Regions from separate parts of the Mus musculus genome. Here all the other regions are linked to region 5. Evidence: chromatin contacts called from public ChIA-PET and HiChIP or PLAC-seq data. All regions are on one chromosome and are shown on one strand. Each heading gives the region's core, a stretch centred on a gene start, on an enhancer-like site or on the middle of the called end of the contact. The rest is flanking DNA. Distances are from core to core; before and after follow the strand shown.

The links. ChIA-PET counts read pairs in DNA pulled down with a chosen protein or histone mark. HiChIP or PLAC-seq counts read pairs in DNA pulled down with a chosen protein or histone mark.
Region 1: a contact with region 5 is called in an RNA polymerase II ChIA-PET map of effector CD8 T cells, with 37 read pairs. The contact joins the enhancer-like site here to the promoter of Klhdc10 in region 5. A contact is called at or near these places in 1 of 484 Hi-C or Micro-C datasets (erythroblasts), 10 of 115 datasets of contacts at active chromatin or transcription factors (the 230-238 cell line, the NIH/3T3 cell line, bone marrow-derived dendritic cells and 7 more) and 1 of 9 other capture datasets (embryonic stem cells).
Region 2: an RNA polymerase II ChIA-PET map of memory CD8 T cells shows a contact between it and region 5, with 52 read pairs. The contact joins the promoter of Lncpint here to the promoter of Klhdc10 in region 5. A contact is called at or near these places in 2 of 484 Hi-C or Micro-C datasets (embryonic stem cells and uterus) and 5 of 115 datasets of contacts at active chromatin or transcription factors (the NIH/3T3 cell line, astrocytes, embryonic limb bud and 2 more).
Region 3: a contact with region 5 is called in an HNF4G HiChIP or PLAC-seq map of pancreatic cancer cells. The contact joins the promoter of Flnc here to the promoter of Klhdc10 in region 5.
Region 4: an RNA polymerase II ChIA-PET map of memory CD8 T cells shows a contact between it and region 5, with 12 read pairs. The contact joins the promoter of Tnpo3 here to the promoter of Klhdc10 in region 5. A contact is called at or near these places in 2 of 484 Hi-C or Micro-C datasets (CD4 T cells and olfactory sensory neurons) and 3 of 115 datasets of contacts at active chromatin or transcription factors (bone marrow-derived macrophages, large pre-B cells and memory CD8 T cells).
Region 6: a contact with region 5 is called in a FOXA1 HiChIP or PLAC-seq map of pancreatic cancer cells. The contact joins the enhancer-like site here to the promoter of Klhdc10 in region 5. A contact is called at or near these places in 7 of 39 promoter capture datasets (3T3-L1-derived adipocytes, the HPC-7 cell line, embryonic stem cells and 4 more), 2 of 484 Hi-C or Micro-C datasets (embryonic fibroblasts and pre-hematopoietic stem cells), 2 of 115 datasets of contacts at active chromatin or transcription factors (astrocytes and pancreatic cancer cells) and 1 of 9 other capture datasets (macrophages).
Region 7: a contact with region 5 is called in a FOXA1 HiChIP or PLAC-seq map of pancreatic cancer cells. The contact joins the enhancer-like site here to the promoter of Klhdc10 in region 5. A contact is called at or near these places in 3 of 39 promoter capture datasets (the HPC-7 cell line, embryonic stem cells and pre-B cells), 1 of 484 Hi-C or Micro-C datasets (palatal mesenchyme) and 7 of 115 datasets of contacts at active chromatin or transcription factors (T-cell acute lymphoblastic leukemia, acute myeloid leukemia, astrocytes and 4 more).

Annotation. Positions count from the first base shown.
Region 1 is chr6:31,125,043-31,128,071 of GRCm38.p6, forward strand. All of the region lies in intron 3 of Lncpint (long non-protein coding RNA, Trp53 induced transcript), which reads right to left. Among named protein-coding and RNA genes, the nearest start is that of Mir29b-1, 63 kb to the left of the region's middle. Within about 2 kb of position 1,614, at least 247 of the 459 cell types and tissues checked have an H3K27ac peak or open chromatin away from gene starts, as enhancers often do. A contact at or near this core is called in the 230-238 cell line, the NIH/3T3 cell line, bone marrow-derived dendritic cells and 6 more, where this site is marked.
Region 2 is chr6:31,217,155-31,220,153 of GRCm38.p6, forward strand. It overlaps Lncpint (long non-protein coding RNA, Trp53 induced transcript), which reads right to left and starts at 1,320. Exons shown (of 4, transcript NR_110471.1): 1 at 920-1,320.
Region 3 is chr6:29,431,703-29,434,816 of GRCm38.p6, forward strand. It overlaps Flnc (filamin C, gamma), which reads left to right and starts at 1,451. Exons shown (of 48, transcript NM_001081185.2): 1 at 1,451-2,111. The coding sequence starts at 1,757.
Region 4 is chr6:29,608,094-29,611,341 of GRCm38.p6, forward strand. Tnpo3 (transportin 3) reads right to left here and starts at 1,756. Exons shown (of 23, transcript NM_177296.5): 1 at 1,273-1,756. The coding sequence starts at 1,392.
Region 5 is chr6:30,400,177-30,403,521 of GRCm38.p6, forward strand. Klhdc10 (kelch domain containing 10) reads left to right here and starts at 1,679. Exons shown (of 10, transcript NM_029742.3): 1 at 1,679-1,974. The coding sequence starts at 1,818.
Region 6 is chr6:31,189,922-31,193,069 of GRCm38.p6, forward strand. All of the region lies in intron 1 of Lncpint (long non-protein coding RNA, Trp53 induced transcript), which reads right to left. Among named protein-coding and RNA genes, the nearest start is that of Lncpint, 27 kb to the right of the region's middle. Within about 2 kb of position 1,865, at least 71 of the 459 cell types and tissues checked have an H3K27ac peak or open chromatin away from gene starts, as enhancers often do. A contact at or near this core is called in the HPC-7 cell line, liver, pancreatic cancer cells and 1 more, where this site is marked.
Region 7 is chr6:31,157,608-31,160,750 of GRCm38.p6, forward strand. All of the region lies in intron 2 of Lncpint (long non-protein coding RNA, Trp53 induced transcript), which reads right to left. Among named protein-coding and RNA genes, the nearest start is that of Lncpint, 59 kb to the right of the region's middle. Within about 2 kb of position 1,849, at least 76 of the 459 cell types and tissues checked have an H3K27ac peak or open chromatin away from gene starts, as enhancers often do. A contact at or near this core is called in pancreatic cancer cells, where this site is marked.

The DNA of each region.
Region 1 (3,029 bases), core at 364-2,863, 720 kb after region 5:
ATTGTCCTCTGACTTCCACACGTGCACAGCACGCATGTGCCATAGCGCGTGGGCACATAAGTAAGTGGATTTTTAAGTTTTTAAAGTAGTCAGATAAAAGGGTGAACCACTGTTAGACAACAAAATGAAAGATAATATACTCTGTGAATTACAAAAATACAAAATAGTTTTGTATTATAAAAATGTAAAGTTAAATCTAGGCTTAAAAAATTATAAACTAATTGGTGACTACATGAACACCTAACATAAACTCATTTGGAATACTGCGTACGTTTTCTTGTATGGGGCTTGCACCTTAAAGTTCCCTCAAAGAACAGCCAGAGCGCCCTCACGCATTTCCACTAGGGGGAAGACCTGCTTCCTGAGAACCTCGGCAAAGAGCTACGGGATCGCACTGAGAACCAGGGCACCAAAGACCAAGCACCCATACACCTAAGAAGCAGATGGCCGGAATACAAAATGGCTGTGAAGAACTTACTTTAGACCTTCGTCACTACATCTATATTCAATGCCATTTCCTCTTTCTGAACTGGGAACTATCAGGCGCTCCAGACAGAATTCGGGAGTGGAAAGCTTTCTCTCTCTGCGCCATTTATTTAGGGAGCACAAAGTGATTCCAACTTGAAAAAAATTTTAAGATTCAAATCTGGCTATTTAATGAGACCAGGGAGTTTTCAGAGCTGTATAGCTCCTGCTTCCTCAAAACAAGAATTAGAGCATTCTTTCGCATGTGGCCAGCACAGGAAGGGGGAGCCATTTACTGTAAATGCCTCTCTGATGCAACCAACCACCTCGTTCAAAGAGAGAATTCATCCAAGAAGATTTAGTCACTTCTTCTAGAAAAATGCCACCACACTGAATGTACACAGACCAAAGCCCACGCCCAGAGACAGGGATGAGCTGCTTGGCCGACAGAAAACAGACCAACAGACGGGGAAGAGAGATCTTGACTTCACCAGAAAAGATTCAGCAGTGTTCTTTCCGAGGTTGGCCTCTGAGACGGGCAAGCCGGACAGACATGTTACCATCAGTTCCTAAACTCATTACAGGGATCGTTCCCCTCTGCCTAGCTGTGAAAGCACCTCCTAAAAACTTCCTAAAAACTGGTTTAGAACCAGGAACTAGGCGTAATTAGTAACTTAGTAACTGTGGCTACTTAGTTTACAAAAACCTTTCAAATGCACAAGGAAAAGAGGAATCCTGTAATTTAAAATGTGAAACTGAAAGTACAACTTGATGAAGGTGGGTTACACATGAAGAGGGTGAGACAGAAGGAAACGCTGAATAGCAGTTGGGTTAAAAAAAAAAAAAGAAAACTCAAAGAAAAGCAGCTCTGAGCTTCTTTCCCTAACACCCCCAATCCACACAGAGGAAACTAGGGGAGGATCCCTCCCATTTCTGCTTACCCAGGGCACCCCGAGTTCTTCTTAGGGCAAGATGTGCGCACTTGCTTTTCTGGAGGAGGCAGGGAAGAGTCATGGCTGTGTTCTGATGAAGCCGGGGATCCCCTTGATGAATGAAACCACAAGGGGGTAATCTATGTTGGCTCAGCAAGCCATTGGCTACCGGGTGCTGAGGCGTGTGGAAGTCTCATTTGCCAACCTTCTGGTAAGCCTCTCACAGCCCATCTCAGGAGAGCCGCAGGATGCATTACACCCGGGCAGAGTCAAAACTAGACAGGGTTCGTTGTTTCCCTGCCACTCTCCCCAGCCCAGAGGAAACCACAGCCAACCACAAGGAGAGCTGGCTCCTCCGCCAGGCGAGAGAGAATTATGATGTCGACACCGGCAATTTACCAACGTATCCCACACCAATGCCAGAGCTTGCTCTCTGTATATGACTGCTGGTGAGTCTGAAGTAGGTACAGGCAGGCAGGTACCACACTCTCAGGCTAAGAGGCCGGGGCCATGGTTTGGGGATTCCATGGAGGTGGGAAAGTTATAAAAAAGGAAATGTTAACTTTTGTTGAAAAACTAACAAGAGCTGAAACAAAGGTGTAACCCAGCCTTCATAAACAAATGTTTCAATGTGTTCTTGAACAACCTGTGTTGATGCCTCTGTGGGGCCCAAGAGTGTGCCCCTCATCCAAGCATCCTGGGTCTTTATCCTGCACTTTACCATTTAGGGCCATTTGCCTGTCTAGAGAACTAACACTGCTGACCGCAGACACCATTGGGTGATTTCTCTCTGACTCTAGTCATCAGGACAACCCCACGTAGAGCATCTGTAACTTTTGTGAAAGGAGAGTCAGGTTGAGTTGCCTGTGCCTGCCCTCCCCCCAACCCCCACCTCCATGCTAGAGGGGTAAAATCCAAGCTGACAAATGCCGGAGGAAGAGCAGTCAGTGTTTGAGACTGAATCCAAACATTATGTCAGAGCAGTGGTTCCCAACCTTCCTAATGCTGCGGCCCTTTAATACTGTTCTTCATGTTGTGCTGACCCCCAACCATAAATTAGTTTTTGTTGCTACCTCATAACTGTAATTTTGCTGTTAGGAGTCATAATGTAAATATCTGTGTTTTCTGATGGTCTTGGGTGACCTATGTCAAAGGGGCTGCCACTCACAGGCTGCATTAGAAGATTGTGTGCCTGGGGAAACAAAAGACACGCTGCCAAAGGATGTGCACGAGGAAAAGGCGCGGGAACCGGACAGATGCGCTGCGCTATAGGCTTTAAATCAACAACTTTATATAATGAGTTCTACATGGACTCCCCAACTCAGCTACCTGACTCGGGCAACAGGCATCCAAGTGAATGTATGCCCTACACAAGTGGTGCTTGCTCTGAGTACCTAACTACTTCCAACACTCTGTGGACATAAAAATTCTGTAAATTGAGATTTAAAAAAAACCCACTCAGGACACATATCTGAAATGACACCATCTTCCTATATTTCTTTTAAAAATTTTTTTTAAACGTGTTATGTGCCTGCATGAGTTTATGTGCACCAGGGTCAGAGGCCAAAAGAGGACCTCGAACACCCTGGCAGTTCAAACCTGGATTCTCTGCTGGAGCAGTCAGCACTCAGT
Region 2 (2,999 bases), core at 70-2,569, 820 kb after region 5:
CACACCTGCTAGGTAACCTGCCTTCTGGAACCTCAAAGCCCCACCCATCCCGCCTGTGGGGGCAACCTGTGGTGGGGGGGAGTGAGGCAACACGATTAGGTAGTGATAGAGAGGGGGGACATACAACCCCCCATCTCCAGAGCAAGAGGACGCATCCTGCTTCCCTCCGCCAAAATAATAGCCGAAGTCAAAGCTCCGGCTTCCCAGGGGCTGCCTCTCCCCCCACCTTCCCCCTAGAACCAAAACGTCGCGTCCCTCCCAACCGCTCGCCCCCAGCCCTTACTTCTTGTTGACGGCCGAGGTGGGGGGGCGTGGGAGCCATGCATGAGTTGCCTCTAGGTTCGGGATGTTGGTCTCCTCTGAGTGAAGAGGTGGGATCTCGAAATGGAAACAGTCCTCCCTCCCCCCCCCCAACCCCCCCCCGCCGGTCCCTCCCCTCCTCCTCCTCCTCTTCGTCTGTTTACCTCAAGTTTGAATTTTATCTGCGCAACATTAGCTGGAATGCGGACATTGAAAAAAAAAAAAAAAACCACTCGCTCTCAACCCGGCAGCAGCTCCGGAGGAGCCATGTGGCATCAAGCCACCGCAAAGGGGAAAAAAAAGTGCTCTTAGCAACACAAACATGGCGAAATAGCTCCGACATGCCCGTTTCACGCAGCAACCCTACCTTCCTTCGCTCACCCGCCGAGCATCCTGGCCCGCTGCCTCAGGCCCCTTGTGGGGGACCGTAAGGGGGCCCCGGGGACTGCGAGGGTGGACGTCAAGAGAGTCCACCGGGAAAATAGCACAGATGACGCGCCAACCCATCTGCCTCACCGAGAGTGCGGGGACGCTTTTTCCACCCCCAAGGTGGGAGTTGAGCACCAAATCCTGTCCCCAAGTCCTGCTGGACCCGTTTTCCCCACCCTAAAGAACTTACCTTGAGGCTGAACACTACACCGCTTTGCTCTCTTTTCTGGTTCCTTCCTCTGGAGTGAGGAGGAAAATGATGCGCACGTAGATTCCGAGAGCGTATTCTTCTAGAATTTTCCCATGATGGTTGGTGGGGAGCGATGGGGACTCTGAGACAGGTGCGGGGCTGCCGGCTAAAAGTTGCTCAGCGCACCACGGTGGGCGACAGGGTCCCCGGAGCGGGCGGAGGACCCCCACTCTCTGTCCCTGGCGTCGCCCACTTGTCACGCCAGGCTGCTGCGTGCGCTCGGCTGCAGAGGAGGTGGCGTAGTTTCTCTTTCTCCCACCTCTTCTCACTTGTTTTGTAGCCGTGGGCTCCCCTAATGCTTTCCTCTCCACAATGTTGTTTCATTATATCATGTCCATCATGTGACACCGGAGAGGCCTCTCTATGGAAACTTAAAGGGGCTCCCACGTGACTGCAGCAGCAACAACAGCAGCAGGACCGCCGGCGGCGGCGGCGGCAGCATTTGTACCACCACCCACCAGGAGCCCCTCGAAGCATCCCGAAGGGGCTTGTGGCGCTGCGAAAGCCCAGATAAGGGAGCCACTGCATCCGGGAGCTATGGCGTCGGTGCGTGCGTGGAGCCAGTGCTCATTACACAGCAAGCGGAACAGGAGCGTCCTTAAATCCTTTCCTGCAGTCACCAAGCCCACGCTCTGTTAAAATGACATTTCGTGGTTCCTACTTTATTTTCCCCCAAGAGCTGTGAGTTCCCTATCAGGCCTGATTAAATTTTACAAAGTCAAAAAGAAAAGCCAGATTTGCCCTCTCAGTGAGCTCACTCGCAGATCGTTGGTAGAACAGAAATGCCCAGAAAATAACAACCAGAACCGGGCATTTGGTCCATAATTACCATCACTACCAGTTTCGGAGCTTTCTGGAATTACATTCCTCCGGTAACTGTTGATGATGCTCTCAAGAGGCAAAATGCAAGGCAGTTTTTCTCTTCCGCGGCTATATTAGGGCTTTGTTGCTGACAACAGTAAAAACTTGTTTGTGTCAGGAAGTGAGGTATGAAGCCATGACCTGTAAGGTACAGACAAAACCAAAGTGGCAGTTTGGGCACTACTTTTCTGACCACATTCTTCCAAATGGTGACAAGATGACTGCCATAAAATGCGTGCTTGGTTGGAAATAAGATGATCAGGGAAACATGCTTATCCCTTAATCATACTGTGCATGCTACACACTAGAAATTATATATACATATATATGCGTGTGTGTGGACAGAGCGCAAACGTGCATTTTCCTGATATTCCAAACCACCAATTCTGTCCCCACTGCTAGCATTTAACTTAAGTATTAGCGTTTAAAGGCTTATTCGTGTCTAGTGATGTATGGAAACTAAGTTTGAAGTCCTTAGTCTTAATGACTTGCAATGTATGTGTGTGCAAGGTGTGTGGGGGGGGGGGTCTACTTCGAATCGCAATTCTCTGTCTCTACATTTTTATGTACCATGGAAAAACATCCTATAAGTAAAATCTATGATTAAATTGCTATTTTTCTGTTGGTTCACACTTTTCCGTCTTTATAAGGAAAACGGGGTTGGCAGAATTGTGGAAAAAGGATAAGAAAACACTAACTCAGTAACTGAGGAGTGGGATGGGAGAGGACCAACATTCCGGCCTGGCCTTGATTATCCGTCTCTCTCCATCACTTATGAATGCATTAGGTCTCCCTCTAATTCTAACACCCATCCTTATGGCCTTCTAACCTCAAGTCTAATTCTTTCATCCTTTTAACCCTCTTTTGCCTGGACCGCCCAGCTCAGGCTCTTTGCTTATGTACCCAGCTCAGGCCTTCCCAAATACTTAACCCCACCACCACCAGCAGCAGCAGCAGCAGGAAGAAGCAGCTGGTTCTCTTCTCAGCAACCTTACCCCCTTACCTCTCTTTGACCTCCTTTAATCTCCTCCACAGCCTGGCCCTTGACTTCACAGATTCCTCTTACCTTTCTTCACCTGAAATGGCCTGCCCTTTACTGGGGTCTCCTTTACCCCTCCTCTCTGGTCCCATCCCTTCTGCGGGCGAACCCCAGCATTCC
Region 3 (3,114 bases), core at 201-2,700, 970 kb before region 5:
AGGGCCTCCAGAGACACCCCTGCTCCACACACCATGCACCACAGGGCTCTTTTCTGCTCCTGGCCCTTTCTGCCCTCCCCCTCCCTCCTAAGGACCAGGCCTTCTCCTTAGGTGAGAAGGAAAAAGAAATGATTGCTGGGAGCTTCACCATAAGCTCCGCCTCCCCCAACTCCTTTCCAAGTCCATAGTGGGCACCGCTGTCGTCTGCCCTTGAGGAAAGAGCTCCCAAAGATGCTTTATTATTGCCTTTCCTTTCATTATGACTGCGAGGAGGGAAATAAGGTAAAATGATTTACCCAAGCCTCAGCGGTCACATGGCTTGAATTAAGGACTGTCTTCCTTCAAAGCTAAGCTTACTTAGTCTCGAAGGATGGGGAAGCAGTGGACACACATCTGACCTCTCCTTGCGATGTAAATTCATTTGTAGGTCCTTCCCTTGTGTGTGGCAGGCAGCTTGGATTGCCTCAGTTTCTCTGTTGTGAACATTTCCCATGTCTCTCACCTTATTGGGCTTGCCCTCAACCCAATCCTGCCTAGGCTTCTAGCCTGCCTCCCTTCCTGCCCGCTTTGCCCCTGGCCCTGCCCACTTGCCCCAGTCACATTTCCCTTGGCTGCTCTGCCAGGGCTCTTCCTGCTATTTGGCACACTTCTACTTTCCCTGGGAAGATCTGCCCTGTGGCTCATGTGGGCACATTGCCCAGGGGGCTCCCTGGTACTACCTGGGCAGCCCTTTTGTCCTCTCATCAACTTGGTTGAGTCACGGGGGGGGGGGGGGCGCACACAAAGTGACTCACTGGGTACCCTTGTTCTGAGCTCAGCTTCATTCTGAGCCAGTGAGTCTAAATGGGCTAATGACCAGGGACACTGAGTCAGGTCAGGAGCCTTGGTTTCCCTGTGGCCCTGGGTTTGGATTCCAAATAACGGTTTAAGCATTTTTTTCTTGTAAAGTGGCAAAAGTCATGGAGCCCCCTTGAACTCAGTCTCTCCTGGTCAATGTCCCTGCTCCTTCTGGTGTTCTCTCTCTCTCTCTCTCTCTCTCTCTCTCTCTCTCTCTCTCTCTCTCTCTCACACACACACACACACACACACAATTTCCTTTCTGAGTTCTTCACAGGTGGACAATACAACCAGGCTAGAAGCCAGGACTCCTAGGCTGTGTCAACAGCCTTGTCACCAACTCCAGAAAGTTCTGTCAACACCAGATCAGTTTGTCTAGCCCTAACCACTGCCTCAGTTTCCCCATTACTTTCTTTAACCCAATCTGAGTGTGGAAGGAGTGTCCCTCATCCCTAAATGGCTAAGACTAGGTTGGGGTGTACAGTGTGCATGGGGAAGCTCAGGGCCAGCGCCCCCACCCCATCCCCGCTCCTGCTGAGGACTGCGTGGAGGAGGGGCGGGCGGAGGCGGGGCCGTGGGGCTCAGCGCGGCCCCCACCCGCGGGCCGGGCGGCATTCCTGGGAGGCCGGCGCTCTGACGTGGACCCTGGGGCTGCGGGCGCGGCGGGGGGGTCGGCAGCCCGGGGGCTTCTTAAACCCACTGCCCCGGCCCGGCCCGCACTTCCCGAGCACCGCTCCGCCCCGGGAGAGAGAGAGAGCCCTAGCCGGACAGCCCAGCAGCTCAGCCCAAGAGGCCAGCGAGCCCCGCCGCCCAGAGCGCTAACGAAGTCTCCGAGAACTCGGTGTCCCCGCGTCCCGCCCCGACAGCACCCACAGCCCGATCCCCAGGCCGTACTCCCCCGGCCCCCCGCCGCGCCACCATGATGAACAACAGCAACTATTCGGACGCCTCCGGCCTCGGCCTGGTTGACGAGGCGGACGAGATGCCGTCCACGGAGAAGGACCTAGCGGAGGACGCACCGTGGAAGAAGATCCAGCAGAACACATTCACGCGGTGGTGCAACGAGCATCTCAAGTGTGTGGGCAAGCGCCTGACCGACCTGCAGCGAGACCTCAGCGACGGGCTGCGCCTCATCGCGCTGCTCGAAGTGCTCAGCCAGAAGCGCATGTACCGCAAGTTCCACCCGCGCCCCAACTTCCGCCAAATGAAGCTGGAAAATGTGTCTGTGGCCCTGGAGTTCCTGGAGCGGGAACACATCAAGCTCGTGTCCATCGGTCAGTGCGGGGGTCACAGGGAACGGTCACAGCGGGGGTAGGAACAGGTCACATAGGTGCGGGTACTGAGATCCGGAACAGAAAACCTTTCCCTTGCCTGGTCTGATTTCTCCCTCGCCAGTACAGGCTGGAGCCCAGATACCCCTCTAGGACAGGTGGCACCCCTGAGAAGTTCCCTTCCGAAGTTGTCCAAACATCTTAGCTTCAGCCTCCCTACACACACTCCTACCGACCTGCCCAAAGTCCCCTCTTTTCCTTCCACCGGGCCACCCTTGCTTGCACATGCTTGCGAGGACAGGGCTGGTGCCCAGTGCTAATTCCTTGGGGGCGTATCCCGCCACCCACATGAAAGCAAATGGCTTCCCATCGCCTTCGTCGCTGGGCAAAAGCAGTCTTAAGACAGGTTCCAGTCGTCTCTGGGTTCTCAGGGCCCTGAGGCCAGGGAGACTAGTGGCCTGAAGCTCGCTGATGCGCTTGGCAGGCATGTGCTCCCCATCTGGGATCTGGCCGGACTAGAGCAAACAGAACCCGGCCTCAGAAACCTAAAAAGGCACTGAGCAACGTCCTGGGAGCTTTAACCCCTGATTGCCCTGGTCGTTTAGGTCGTCTGGGAGGGGGACTCCTGCCTGTCCATGCCCTGTTCCAACCCACCACCTGGCCTGGGATTGGCTACAGCTAAGGGTCAAGCTGCCCTGGAGGGAGGGGAAGGCTGAGGAAGAGAGGAAGTCATTGAGTGTAACCAGATTTGGAAGGTGTGTCAGTTCTGAGTGGGGGTAGGGAGGCGCAGGAGTCTAGAGAGTCCAGAAGCCCAGGGTGGGTTTTGAGTGGCAAGAAGATACCTTACTTTTCACAGCCCTATCCCGCTAGGACCAAGGTTTCCAGTTTGCGTCTTGGGTGAACTCTTAGAGCCCTTCTGGGATGTACTAGAAGGACCCCCCTGGGAGGATGCACCCCAGACCCTGGAAGGGAACTGTATATGGAACCAGGTGATGCCCACCACTAC
Region 4 (3,248 bases), core at 506-3,005, 790 kb before region 5:
CCTTTTTTTTCCTCCTCCATTTAGCCCTAATTGTCCTGGAACTCTGTAGACCAGGCTGTTCTGGAACTCAGAGATTAGCCTGCCTCTGCTGAGATTTAATCTCAGCTGAGATTAAAGTCGAGTGCTTCCACACCCAGCAAAATTTTATTTGTCTTCCCACAATATAAACAAGAACTTGAGTGTCACATTTACATGCAACCATCAGAGTTAAAGTGGCAAATATTTTTTTTTAATTATGTACTTGCAACCTAGGGGCTTATTTAAGAAGATACAGCACCATTAAACATCAGTTATGAGTTAAACAGAAAAGGGAGAGCAAGCATTTCATGTTTGTGAGTATAAAATGAAATAATGAATAAAGGGTGAAGAGAGAGAGAGAGAGCTAGAGATGTAGGCAGGACTGGATCCCCAGCACCAAACACAAGGAAAAGAAAAAGAAAGTAGGTACTTAGTCTGTTAAGAGGCTCCTTAGTTTTCAAAGAATTTCACAGTTCATAGACTAAAACCTAAACACTGTCAGCAAAATCACAAGCTATTAAAATTCATAAAAAATAAAAACATAGCAAAGGTGAGTGTGAAAAATCATGGAAGAAAATACAAAGTGTGAGTCAAAAAATGAAAAAACATGAGCCCAAAAATTTAACATGTGGAAATACGATAGATACAACACACACTCCACCACATGCTCACAAAAATATGGACTAATTAATATAGCTATGATAGCCATCTTACAAATAAAAACGTACAGGCAGAAGAAATACAGTAGGAATCTGATATAAAACAAAAGAACTACAAAGATTTCCTGAAACCATAACTAATTTTTCTTTATATTACGTTGCACTCCAATGAGAGGAGAAAATTTGTACGAACACGAATCTAGAAGCCTGAGAAATTTCGAGAATAACACGAATGAAAATCGGCAAGGGACACTGAGGGGTGAGTAAGGCTGCCAAAGGGAAGGTATTGCCAGATGCAACTCTTGAATACGGAAGGTGTACCAAAAGCACTTAAAGGAGAGCCAGACCACAAGCGAGACGTACAGAACTACAAAACGGATTCCACAGACGAGGGAAAGGGCCCGTTCGTGACCAATCAGTTGCCACTGGTTTCCGAAAGGCAGCACATCTGTGGCTGCTCAGCCCCACCCCGCGGCACCAGCTCCTTCGGAAAGAGGATCTCCCACTGCCAAGCGCTCCACTCAAGCGGAGAACCATCCCATCCCACTCGGCCCTGGTCCCGCGCGGCTCAGAACGGACTCTCCCCGAACCTCACCGAACGCTGCAGCTCCCCAAGCCAAAACGAGGCGCGCTCCTTTCCGCTGGGATCCGGGTCGTGGTAAAGCGCTTGCACCGCCTGGTACACGAGCTGCAAGGTTGGCTTGGCTCCCTCCATGCTGGCGGGAGCGGCGGCGATGACAGCAAAGAGCCCGATACTCCTCCCTAGGCTTCCGCTTGCTCTGCCTTCAAGCGTCCTCACTGTCTCGGCCACAGCCGCTCCCTGACTGGCGCCATCTCCTCCTTTCTGGCCGTTACCAGGGAAGGGGGGTTCCTCGTGGAAGTTGCCCCCTCGGAAACAGCGGAGAGGTCGCTTTCAGGTTCCTGCCTCCTTTTTGTCTTGTCTTCCCGCCAGAATCGCAGACTCTCGAGTCCGGACACGGGTTCTGGCTTCTGCACCTCCCGCCTTGCTCGCAGAGGCCTACCTCCGCATGACACGAACCACGCAGCGAGCCGAAGCAGGGCTTCCCCGGGCCGGAAGTGGCCGTCCGTAGACTTTGGCACACTTCCGCCTGGTGCACCACAAACTGCCTCCTTCCCGGCACGCCTCCTCTTGTTTCCCCCGCCTCCTCCCGGAAGTGACCCTGCCGGACTAGGAGAACCAAGGGGAAGTAGGCACAAGGTAGTCAGTCTCCTAGGTGCGTAAGTCTTTATTTGAGCTTCAAGTCTGGCTACTCTTAACGTTCCTGACCAAATCTTATCTCGTCAGCAAGGAATCCAAAGTCTTTCCTCCCGGTTCCTACTTCTTCACCCGTCTCCAAGGAGTGTTTAAGAAACATCAGTTCAGCCGGGCGTGGTGGCGCACGCCTTTAATCCCAGCACTCGGGAGGCAGAGGCAGGCGGATTTTTGAGTTCGAGGCCAGCCTGGTCTACAGAGTTCCAGAACAGCCAGGGCTACACAGAGAAACCCTGTCTCAAAAAAAAAAAAAAAAAGAAAGAAAGAGAGAGAGAGAGAGAGAAAGAAAGAAAGGAAGAGAGCCTGTAATCTCAGCTCTTGGAAGTTAGCCACAACACCATCAGGAGGAATTCAAGACCAGCCTCTAATACGTGGAACTCTGTCTCTTTAAAAAAAAAAACCAAAAAAAAAAAAAAAAAAAACAGCCAAGCGGTGATGGCAGACAGGTTTAATCCCAGCACTCTGGAGTCAGAGGCAGGCCTAACTCTTGAGTTTGGACCAGCCTAGTCTACAGAGCAAGTTCCTGGACAGCCAGGAATACACAAAGAGACCTTGTCTCAGAAAATAATTAACAAATAAATAAATAAATGACAAACAAAATCAACTGTCTAGCAATCCTCAGTTAACATGCCAGTTTCCCAATATTGCTGCTTCACTAAAAATAACTGTTAGTATCTAATGAAGGCTGACCATGTGTAATGTAATGTAATGTAGTGAAAGATTAACAACCTTCCAAAATAAGTCCTTTTTTAATGAAATAGTTTTGGTTTGCTTATTTGTTTGTTTGTTTGTTTGTTTGTTTCGAGACAGGGTTTCTCTGTGTAGAGGGCCCTGGCTGTTCTGGAACTCACTCTGTAGACCAGGCTGGCCTCGAACTCAGAAATCCGACTGCCTCTGCCTCCCGAGTGCTGGGATTAAAGGCGTGCGCCACCACGCCCAGCTCTAATGAAATAGTTTTAAAGACTTATTTTTATGTGTATGAGTGTTTTGCCTACATATTTATGCATGTGCAACTTGGTCCTGGAGGAGTTACCGTGTGAGCTGCTATATAGATCCTGAGAATTGAGTGTGGGTTCTCTACAAGATCAGTGAGTGTGTCAACTCTCCAGCTCCTAAACCTCATTTTAAAAGATGAGAATTTAAAGCTGTTCATGCTGGACCATATTTATAATCCCAGCACTTGGGAGGCAGAGACAGGAGGGTTGCTGCATATTTGAGGCCAGCCTGGGGTTCTTTGTGTGGTTCTGGTTGTCCAGAAACTCTGCCTTCTGGGTTCTGGGATTAAAGGCATGTACCTC
Region 5 (3,345 bases), core at 429-2,928:
CTGTACATCACTTGCATGCCCAGCACCCAGAGGAGGTCATAACAGAGCGTCTGATCCTGAATTTGGACTTACAGATGGTTGAGAGCTGCTCTGTAAGTCCTAGGAATCGAACCAAGGTCCTCTGGACGACCAGCCAGTGCTCTGCATACATCCTTCTAGCTCTTGGTGGTCCTGGGTTTGTTTGTTTGTTTGTTTGTTTTTGTTGTTGTTGAGTCTGGATTTTATGCCGCTAAGGTTGGCCTTGAACTTGTAATGTATCTATCTGAGTGGGGCTGGATTTGAATGCCTGATCTTTCTGCCACCATCCTCGGTTGGGGATTACAAGAGTGTGTCACCATGCTGAGTTTTATACTGTGGCAGGAGACTGTACCTTTGGTGCTAGACAAGTATTTTAAGCAACTGAGCTACCTTCATCCCCAGCTCCATGGGTTTTCTTTTTATCAGATGTCAAACATTTCAATAAACTGTATCATAATGCATAATGGATAAAAATACTTCTTTTCCTACAGAAACTGGGTGTGGAGACAAAAAACCAAAATTTCATGACGACATGAAATTTGCTCACTGAGATCAAAGGAGACTTCTGGTCTCAGCACTTTCTCCTTCTCCACCCCACTCCTTAAAAAAAAAAAAAATCCAACATGTGAGGTTCTCATGTGTGAAACATCAAGGGGGTCAGCAGTCCATCAGATTAGATCTTGAAAGGTTTTGTTTCCCTTGAGAAATTTATGTTTTTTTTCCTTATTTGGAAACAGCAATGTGTATCTGCATTTTCCCACTGTGCACTGCGCCTCCCCAACTTCAAAGCCAAATTTTCGGTTTAATTTTGAAACGATGGGAATTTCTGATATTTACATTTTAAAATCACATCGTCCGTTCCATTTTCTATCGTTAACTGTGTATATTGTAAGACAATTGAGGTGGATTGTTTGTGTGTGTGTGTGTGAGTAAAACATTTACTTGATCGTGTGTCATCTAAGAGAGTATCTTTTTCTATTGTTTTTTTCTTGGCAGGCATACACAAGCCGCGTGTTTAAATAAAGATCTTCACTGATGCCTGAAAGATTTTCTTATTGAAATTTTCACTTGTGTTTCTATGATTACTCTAATATCGAACAGTTTTCGGTATTTGCTAATCGGGTTTAAAGCTGTTTGCTCTTGACGTGGCTTTTGCAGGGGAAGGGTCCCGGCAGTGCCACCGTGAGACAAAACAAATGATGAAAGCCAGGAGTTTTTTAGATTTCATCTGACTCCTCCCCCTGCCCCCACCTCCCGTGAGCCCTTTGTGTGTGGCAACAGTCCGCAGACCGGGGCTCAGTTTGCAGAACTGCAGACAGATGTACCAACACCAAGTACATGCATTGTGTACCTATGATGTTTCTAAATGCAGTGCTTATGGGACAGAATTCCGGAGTATCGACCATGCTGAGGCAGCGACCCTGCTTGGGAGTCTCCTCTGGCGTAGCCTCCCCGCTCGGTCTTCGACTATCTGGTCTGAGCCCCCAGCATCCCGGAGAAGCGGGCGAGCTCCGGGAATCGATGCGCTCTCTGAGCGTCTGCTTACGCCTTTTCTCCCCCCATCTCTTTTAGCTATAGCTATGGTTACCACGTCTCTCCCCGCCTCCCTCCACCTGCCAAGAAAGAGACTGCCCATTGGTCCACTGTCACCAAGGCGGCCAGCCATTGGTTGCTGGAGAGCCCGGCGCTACCCCGGCCCCCGTCTCCCGGGTCTCTTGAGGAGCCCGGGAAGGAGGCTCGGCTCGCGCTGCCGGGGCAGGGGCTTGCCGGGACCGGGCTGCGGCAATCGTTAGCGGGCCATGTCGGCTGCCCAGGGCTGGGACCGGAACCGCCGGCGGGGAGGAGGCGCGGCCGGCGGGGCCAGCGGGGTTAGCGGGGCCGGCGCGGCCGGCGGGGGTCGGGGCACCGGACAGCTCAACCGATTCGTGCAGCTCTCGGGACGGCCGCACCTGCCAGGTGAGTGGTGGGGCCGCTGCCGGCGAGAAGGTGGCGGTCGCCGGGCTCTGCTGCCCCTCGGACACACAGCCGAGGGAGGACAGGGAAGCAGAGCAGCAGGAAGGTGGCGTTGAGGTCAGGAGGGGAACCGGAGCACGCCGAAGAGAAGTCTCGCTGTGTCGACAGCTCGGGGAGGAGAGTTGTATTTTCCTCCCGACCGAGAGGCCGCTGTCTCTTTGACATTCCCAAATGTTTCGCTTGCCCGGTTCTTAATCTTTTCCTCTTCCGCGGATGGATGTTGTGAAAGAAAGACATTGGTGTTTAACTGTGGAAAATTATTTCAAAAGGAGTGCCAAATTAAGGAGAGGAGAGCAATATAGAAGTGATTTTGTTTGAAAGGAAAAAAAAAAAGCCAACCAACTGTGTCAGAGTTGGATATTTTGAAATGGAATGAGCATGTGAAAGTGTGTGTGTGTATGTATGTATGTGTGTGTGTGTTGGCTAGGGAGTATATGGGAAAGAAAATAAAAAAGATTAAGGGAAATGGTTGAATCAGTAATATTTGGGGATGTACAGAGACAGAATGGGTAATGGTGACTAGATTTTAAAAGGGGGAAATGAAGATCATGAATATAAAGAAACGAAAGGATGTGATCCCGGTATCAAAACTGAAAATTGGAAAAATATACCTACTGCTAAAAATTTCATGGTCTTTGAGTTCACATGTTTTAAAAAAAACAAAACAAAGTCATGTAGGTATGTGTGTAAACAGTTGTAAAAAGCGTACGTTTACAAATTTTCAGTCTGTTAAAAGGTAGAGAATTAAATCATGCACAGAATGCTAAATCATTTTATTGGGCAGTCGTGTTTTTTTTTTTTTTTCACCGTGAAGAGAATTGTCAGGAATGATGTACTAGACCTTCGCCATGTTTTTTTGTGTATGTGTGACTAGTGTTAAGTTGATTGTATCAGTGGTATATTTGTTTAGATGTTTTGAGAACCTGATTGTTTCTGAATTGTGTTTACTATTGTGACTTGTTCTTCTAGGTGGTAAAAAAAATCAGTTGATTAATTTAAAGATAACAAAGGGGATTTTACTTATTCAGAGAGATAATTACTAATATTTGTGATATGGTTTTTGATGTGTGCCAGAAATGTTCATTAACCCATTTGTTCATGCCATTAAAATAAAATTGAGACATTTGTAAATAATCAAATATACCATAAATTGGATTTGAATAAACAGTATCAGACTGGTATTCTGGAATTGCTAAATATGTGATGTTTAACAAGAAAAAAGGAGACATTTTTTTTTGTTATCATCAGTTAACAACAAAACCCTAGGTTTTCTGCATTACTAAGCCTAGAAGATAAATCCCTTGGCAAGGACTA
Region 6 (3,148 bases), core at 615-3,114, 790 kb after region 5:
GTCGAGTTCGGGAGTGAGTGAGGTGTTAAGGTCATCTAGATTCCCCCAATCAATCATTAATTAAAAACAAACACAACAAAGTTATGATGGAGGAAAAAAGATAAGTTCAGATTCTCTCGCTGGGCTGTGAATAACGCGCTCCGTTACAATCTAAATGCCAGGCATTATGAAGTTTTATTATCATCACACGCACAAAGTTAAGCGGCGATGCACACAGGGTGGGGGTGTGCAGCAGAGGTCAATCCTGCCATGAGAAATCAAAGTTGGTAAATATGGAATGAGTTGGTACACATGCAGTGGCCAGAATGCCACTTGGCAGACAGCAATAACCCATTACCTTACAGAATGCAATGCCTGTGCATGCCTGATTGCAAAGCTGAGCCATGTTCCTTACGTCACACTTGTGAAACAATCATGTGACTTTCATAAACAAACAAAAATGACTTTATGTGTATGTTCAAATCATCAAGTAAACAGACAAAAACCAACTCGGTGTGTGTGTGTATTGATGCACAGAAAACCTGGAGAGGAAAAAACTCCACTCCAATTGTTTTCTCTTTCCTCATTCTTTTTCCATTTCTAAGTATTTGTTTTAGATGTAGTCCCTTTAACTATATTTAGAAAATGAAGCATGATTAAAAGTGAACTTACTGATTTATCAGAAAGTAAAATGTGAGAGCTGGGCAGTGGTGGGAAGGTCTCTGAGTTCCAGAACAGCCAGGCTGTCTTGAAACAATTAGAAGAACAAGAACAGGAAAAAAAAAAAAAAAAAAAAAAAACCTAATTAAAAAAAACAAACAAACTGGGGGTAGTGGGTGGGGATGTGAACTACTGTGCAGAAATCTACCACTAGATGGCACTATATGGGGCAATTTTAGAAAATACTGCATTATGAGATTCAAACTGTCAAATGACAAAAACGGCTTTCAGGAGGCAGGATATGATCAAAACAGTCCTGTTTTGTTTTGTTTTGTTTTTAGCTATTGTGCCATTTCAAACGCAGGTAAGGCTACTGAGAGAAAGCAATAATCAAGTTAAATATTTGCTAACTACTTTGATATACCAACTACTTTTCTGATATTTTTAAAACGAAAATAATTCTATCTCTAGTTCCCAAAAGAACAATGAAGTACAGAAATGTATTTCACTGCACTGTGGGTGTGGGTGTGGGGGTGTGTGGGGGTGTGTTTGTGCTGCAATCCATCGGCTTGGTTAAAGGGAACTACATTTCCCAGAATCCCCTTCCACATATGACTCCAGGCCAAGGTCAGTTAAGTATGTTTAGCCACTGAGTCATTTCTACCACTTCTTTCTAACTTGTCAAATTATTATTTAGTAGTTTTACTCATAAACCAGGCAAAGGTGACAGTCAACCATCAACACGGCTCCTGAAGTGGACCAGGGGATACCAGACCTAGAGAGGTTCAACTAGCTGGATCAGCAGGTGTTTATTACAAGAATGGGTGAGTTGAGTTACTGTCACTTCTCGATCAGTCTAAATCACCCCTCTAACTTCAAAGAAAATGGAAAGGAAAACTACTTGTCTGTTTCTGTGACACACAAGGTCAAGTTCTTGTTCTGCCCCTATTTTAAAGGGTTGCTTCTGGCTGTGCCATCCAGTCTGGGTGACCATTCCACACAGAGACCTCAACCCTTATGTCTAACAATGAACTTCCAACTAAGTCACTCACTCTCCCTGGGCTCTGAGAACAGCACAAAAGCCCCAAATGTGAACAAAGGACTCGTGTGCACTGGAGTTGCTGAGCCCTTTACAGCCACTGTTTGCTTTAGGCCTCTACCACCTAGGACAAGGTACCGCTTCCTGTTGGCACACGCCGGATGCAGATCCTTTCAAGGTCTAGGGCAGCAGAGAACCTTTTTCGAAGTTAAACAATGGTGCGTGTCAGCGCCAGGATCTGAAGCTGAGCAGGGCTCTACTGCAGCAAACACCAGATGACAGAGCGTCTCCACCTGACCCACGCGCTCAGACTATGTGAGAGGAAAGCCTGGACCTGCTTTTCTTCCTCACAGGTGTGTCGTGCGCGGCCGTGAAAGCCAGAGATCAGCCTCTAGTGTCCTTCCTCGATTACCAACCACCGTGGTTTTGGGGGTTTGTTTGTTTTTAAAATAAAGTCTTTTATTGGTGTGGAGCTTAATAAGTAAGTAGGCTGGCCAGCCAGTGAAGCTCAAGGACCTACTAGTCTTTACCTCTCTACAGCTGGAACTCTAAGTGTGGAACACCACCACCACCACCACCACCACCACCACCTCCACCACCAACACCTCCTCCTCCTCCTCCAACTTGTTACATGGGGTCTGGGTATTGAGCTCAGATCCTTGTGTCTGCTCAGAAAGGGCTCTACTCGCTAAATTGCCAAACTCAGCAATCTGGGTCTCTCTGTATGCACTGCCCACAAGCAAATAATAAGGCCTTATATAAGCATCTAATGCCTGCGTTTAGCATGTGACTAAATATATTGATTTTGAACATTAGCTGACCTATGACCTCTCAGAAACTGTGCCTTGTCCAACTGAAACTACAAAGCAGCCTGGGTTTCATAAGACAATGCAGACGCTGAAGACAAAAGCCAGTGCTAAAGCAGTGTCTGAAATCCATGCACCACAGAGCTGTGGTAGCTGCAAGACCCCAGCTACCCTGCACGATACACACCTGATAACTCAACAACTGCAGATACTCCATTCTGCCTGTCACACTGCCCCCCCCCCCCCAATTCCCAGTGACTGTGTGAACTTCAGTTCTGGCCCTCCTGACCCACTGTGGTTAAGGGAACCAAACCAGCCATGTTGTGAGAGATGCCAACTAGTTTGTAACTTTATAGGCCGAAGGCTGTGTAAAATGCAGTACCTCCCTGCCAGCCCTCTTGGGAAGGTTTCACACTTGGGTTCTGTCACCCTATCTAAATTAAAGACACCGGAAATGACAGCTAGGAAGACATTTTCTGCTCTCTTGTCTGTTATTGAGAAACACCTACTGAGTGCTGCGCAGTAAGTAGTAGACTAAGGATCTGTTTGAATGCACCAAAAGACTCACTGCCGTGCATCCTGAACACAAGTCCTACCCGTCTGTATATGTTTAAGCACAGCAATCTCATAGTGCTCAATTAGGAAGACAGGCCTGCAACCTAAG
Region 7 (3,143 bases), core at 599-3,098, 760 kb after region 5:
TTTGAGAAGTTACTTCCTCCACCTGGCAAATGAGGAAATGGGATAAGGTGATCTCAAAGGGCTTTTCAGGGGTTAAGTTTTGCTTTAGAAATAAGCACCAAGCGCACTGGTCATCTGAGACCATGGATCAGTAAGTAAGAACAAATACTACCGACCCAAAGCCCCATGCCGCCTGGTTCAAGCTTTACATTCTCAGGAAGTCAATCTATTGAATGGTCGAAACCACTATTAACTGCTTGTCTGAAGACCCCATTAAATAGTTCCTATTAGGGTTTAGATGTCCAATGTCTCCCACAGACTCATGTGTCCCAACAGTGTGGGCAAGTCTGGGGCCATCTGGGACGTCCAGGCACTAGCAGGAAGCCTCAGGTTCCCACTGCCAAGTCCCTTCCGACAGCTGGTGGGTCCCTCTCCTCAAGCTCCAAGCACAAGTAGGTTGGGGTGTGTTTTTCAGGTTGCTTGATCACAACAGAAAAGAAGAGAGACAAAGGGTGCTAAGGGGCTTTGCCACTGTTTTCAGAGAACATTTTCCGCACAGCCTACTCTGGCCTTGAGTGTGATAGCCTCAGCCTCACTGTCCCTGTGATGATGGTGTTACAGGTTTGTGTCATTCCCCAGGGGGGTTTTTGCTTGTTTCAGATTCAACAGCTATTAGTTTTAGTGTGTTTCAAAAATCAGATCAAAATTCCATCAGTTTCCCAACTTCACAGACTTTCAAAGTGCTAAGTGTGCACTGGGAACTTACAGGGGAGGTAGTATGACACAGAACTTCAAATGAACATACAGGTTAAGTAAGGAGGCTGGCAAGATAGCTCAGTGGTGAGGGCCCTTGACTACCATGCACCATGCTGCCCTAAGGTACATCCTTGAAACCCACATGAAGGTGGAAGGAAAGAAGTCACCACATAAAGTCATTCCCTGACCCCACTAACACTTGTGCAAGCATGCATGCATGCATGCATGCATGCATGCATGCGCGCGCGCGCACACACACACACACACACACACACACACACACAGAGGGGACGTGGGGTTGATTTTAAAATACTGAACAGAAAACAAAAGTTCCCAACTCACTGGCCATGGTTTCGTCTCCTTTGTATTCTGGTGGCCCTGGCCCGGGGACTGCACTGGGAGATTGCTGTGCTAAGGAAGCAATTATGAGCTCCACTCAAGAGAGAACAAAAACGGATGGATTTGGAAGGGTCACTTGGGCACCACCAGGAACCTTGGCAGCAGATCACGAGCCCCCTCTTCACTTCAGGTTTTGTTGCCAACTACTTGTCTACACGGCCCAGACCCACAGGGCACCTGCTCTCCACTGTCAGCTGCCAGCTGCCCCGCCCTGGCAGGCAGCCATGGCAGGCCTCTTTTCCAGCCCTCTACATTCTGGACAACCTAAACAGAACTTCTAGCCTCACGGCATGCCCCTATGTTCTGGAGTCCTTGCTATGAACAGAGAACCAAAAGGAAAAAAAAAAAAAAAAAGCTCACAATTTCTTGAAAATCTCTTCTAATACAGACAGAACAAAAGAATTCAGAAAGCCTCTCACTTTAAACTGCTCTTTCCACAGAAATGTCTTCATTATTAAACTAAAGTAAGTTCTGGAAATGCATGGTGCCGGGTTCTTTGAAATTAAGAGCAAGATTTTCTGATAAAAATTATTGACTAAAATACAGTTAACTTGTTTGTCACTTTCAAAAGCCACAGATGAAATTTCTCTGAAAAACCCAATGTCTTTAAGAGAAAAAAAAATCCACAAAACTGGGACTCTGCCAAATGTGAAAGATACAAAACCATGGGCCGAAAAGGCTGTTGTCAGACAGCGACACACAAGTGAGGGCGGAGCTCAGGGACATAAAGCCGGGGAGGCTGCCACGTGGACTGCCATGGACTGCCGTGCTGGCTCCACCTGGGAGGGACTGAACATGTTTCCTCATTCTTCAACTTCAGACTCCTAATCCGAGGAGGAGGAGGAGGAGAGCGCCATTTTAAACAAGGTCAAGCAGAGCCTGCCCAGGAAAAGAACCTGATGCCGATGATCGCAGCTAAGTCTGGCTGTGGCAGCTTTGTCCCCTAGTTTACAGGAACCCAGGACAGCCAGTAGGTTCCCCCGTCTGTGGTTCTAACACTGTGACCTAACCTGAGACAGTGGCACTCACATTTGAGGCAGAACGGAGACCGGGCAAAAAGATAACACAAAGCAGACTTGTCCCTGAAGGCCCCGCTGGGAGGGGGGGGGGGTGGTGTCACATGATTTATTTCCCTCTTCCCACACACAAAAGATGGGATCCTATCTCAAAATACAAAATAGAATAACACAAAATACAAGAAGGAGAGGAAGGCACGGATGTCCTGAACTAGGGACACCAGGGACTGGCCTGAGGGATCACTGATAAAATGTAGCAGCAATTCTTCTCCATCCATCCGGTGGCCTCACCTTCAGGATGTGAAGGGTCCACACCCTGGTGGCTAGGTACCCCTGCTGCCGTGGCAGTCACGGTGGTGGTGAGATTTACTCTGGCACTGAGGAAGCCTCCCTTAAAGTTCCACGACAAGCAAGAGTTTCCTTTCTAAGTAAGCTAGCCAGTACGCAGTGTCCTTCCTCATATCTAGTGTCTTCCCTGTTCTCTTTCCTGAACAGAGTACACACCTATTGACTCAATTTAACAGCAAAGTTAATACTGCAGAATTACAGGAAGCCATTTTTTTAAAATGATACTTCACCCCCGCCCCCACTTGCCCTCCCCAGCCCAGGTGTGGTCTCCTGTGATCTGAGCTATGGGGCTATGGAGGGGTGGAGGTGGGCATCGGTGTCTCCACTTCCCATTTCCCTGCCTCTCGGGAGCTCTCCACTGTGGGCGGGCGGGCGGTTGGTCGGTGCTAAATGGGCTCCGTCACCACTATTCAACCCAGCAGCAATTAACACCGCATTCATTTTCTTCAAAGGCAAGCTGAAGCAAGGTGCCCCAGACCTGGGATAAGTTCTTGTCAGCCTTGTCTTTCTGCTCTAATTATTTCCATGGGTTTCAATCAGCATCTCCTGCACTGTCTTCCGCAAGTGCTAAGAATGGCTGCTTGGGAAAAAAATTTCAATGCTAACAATATTTTTCCTCACAAATACACAAGTTATATGAAGAAA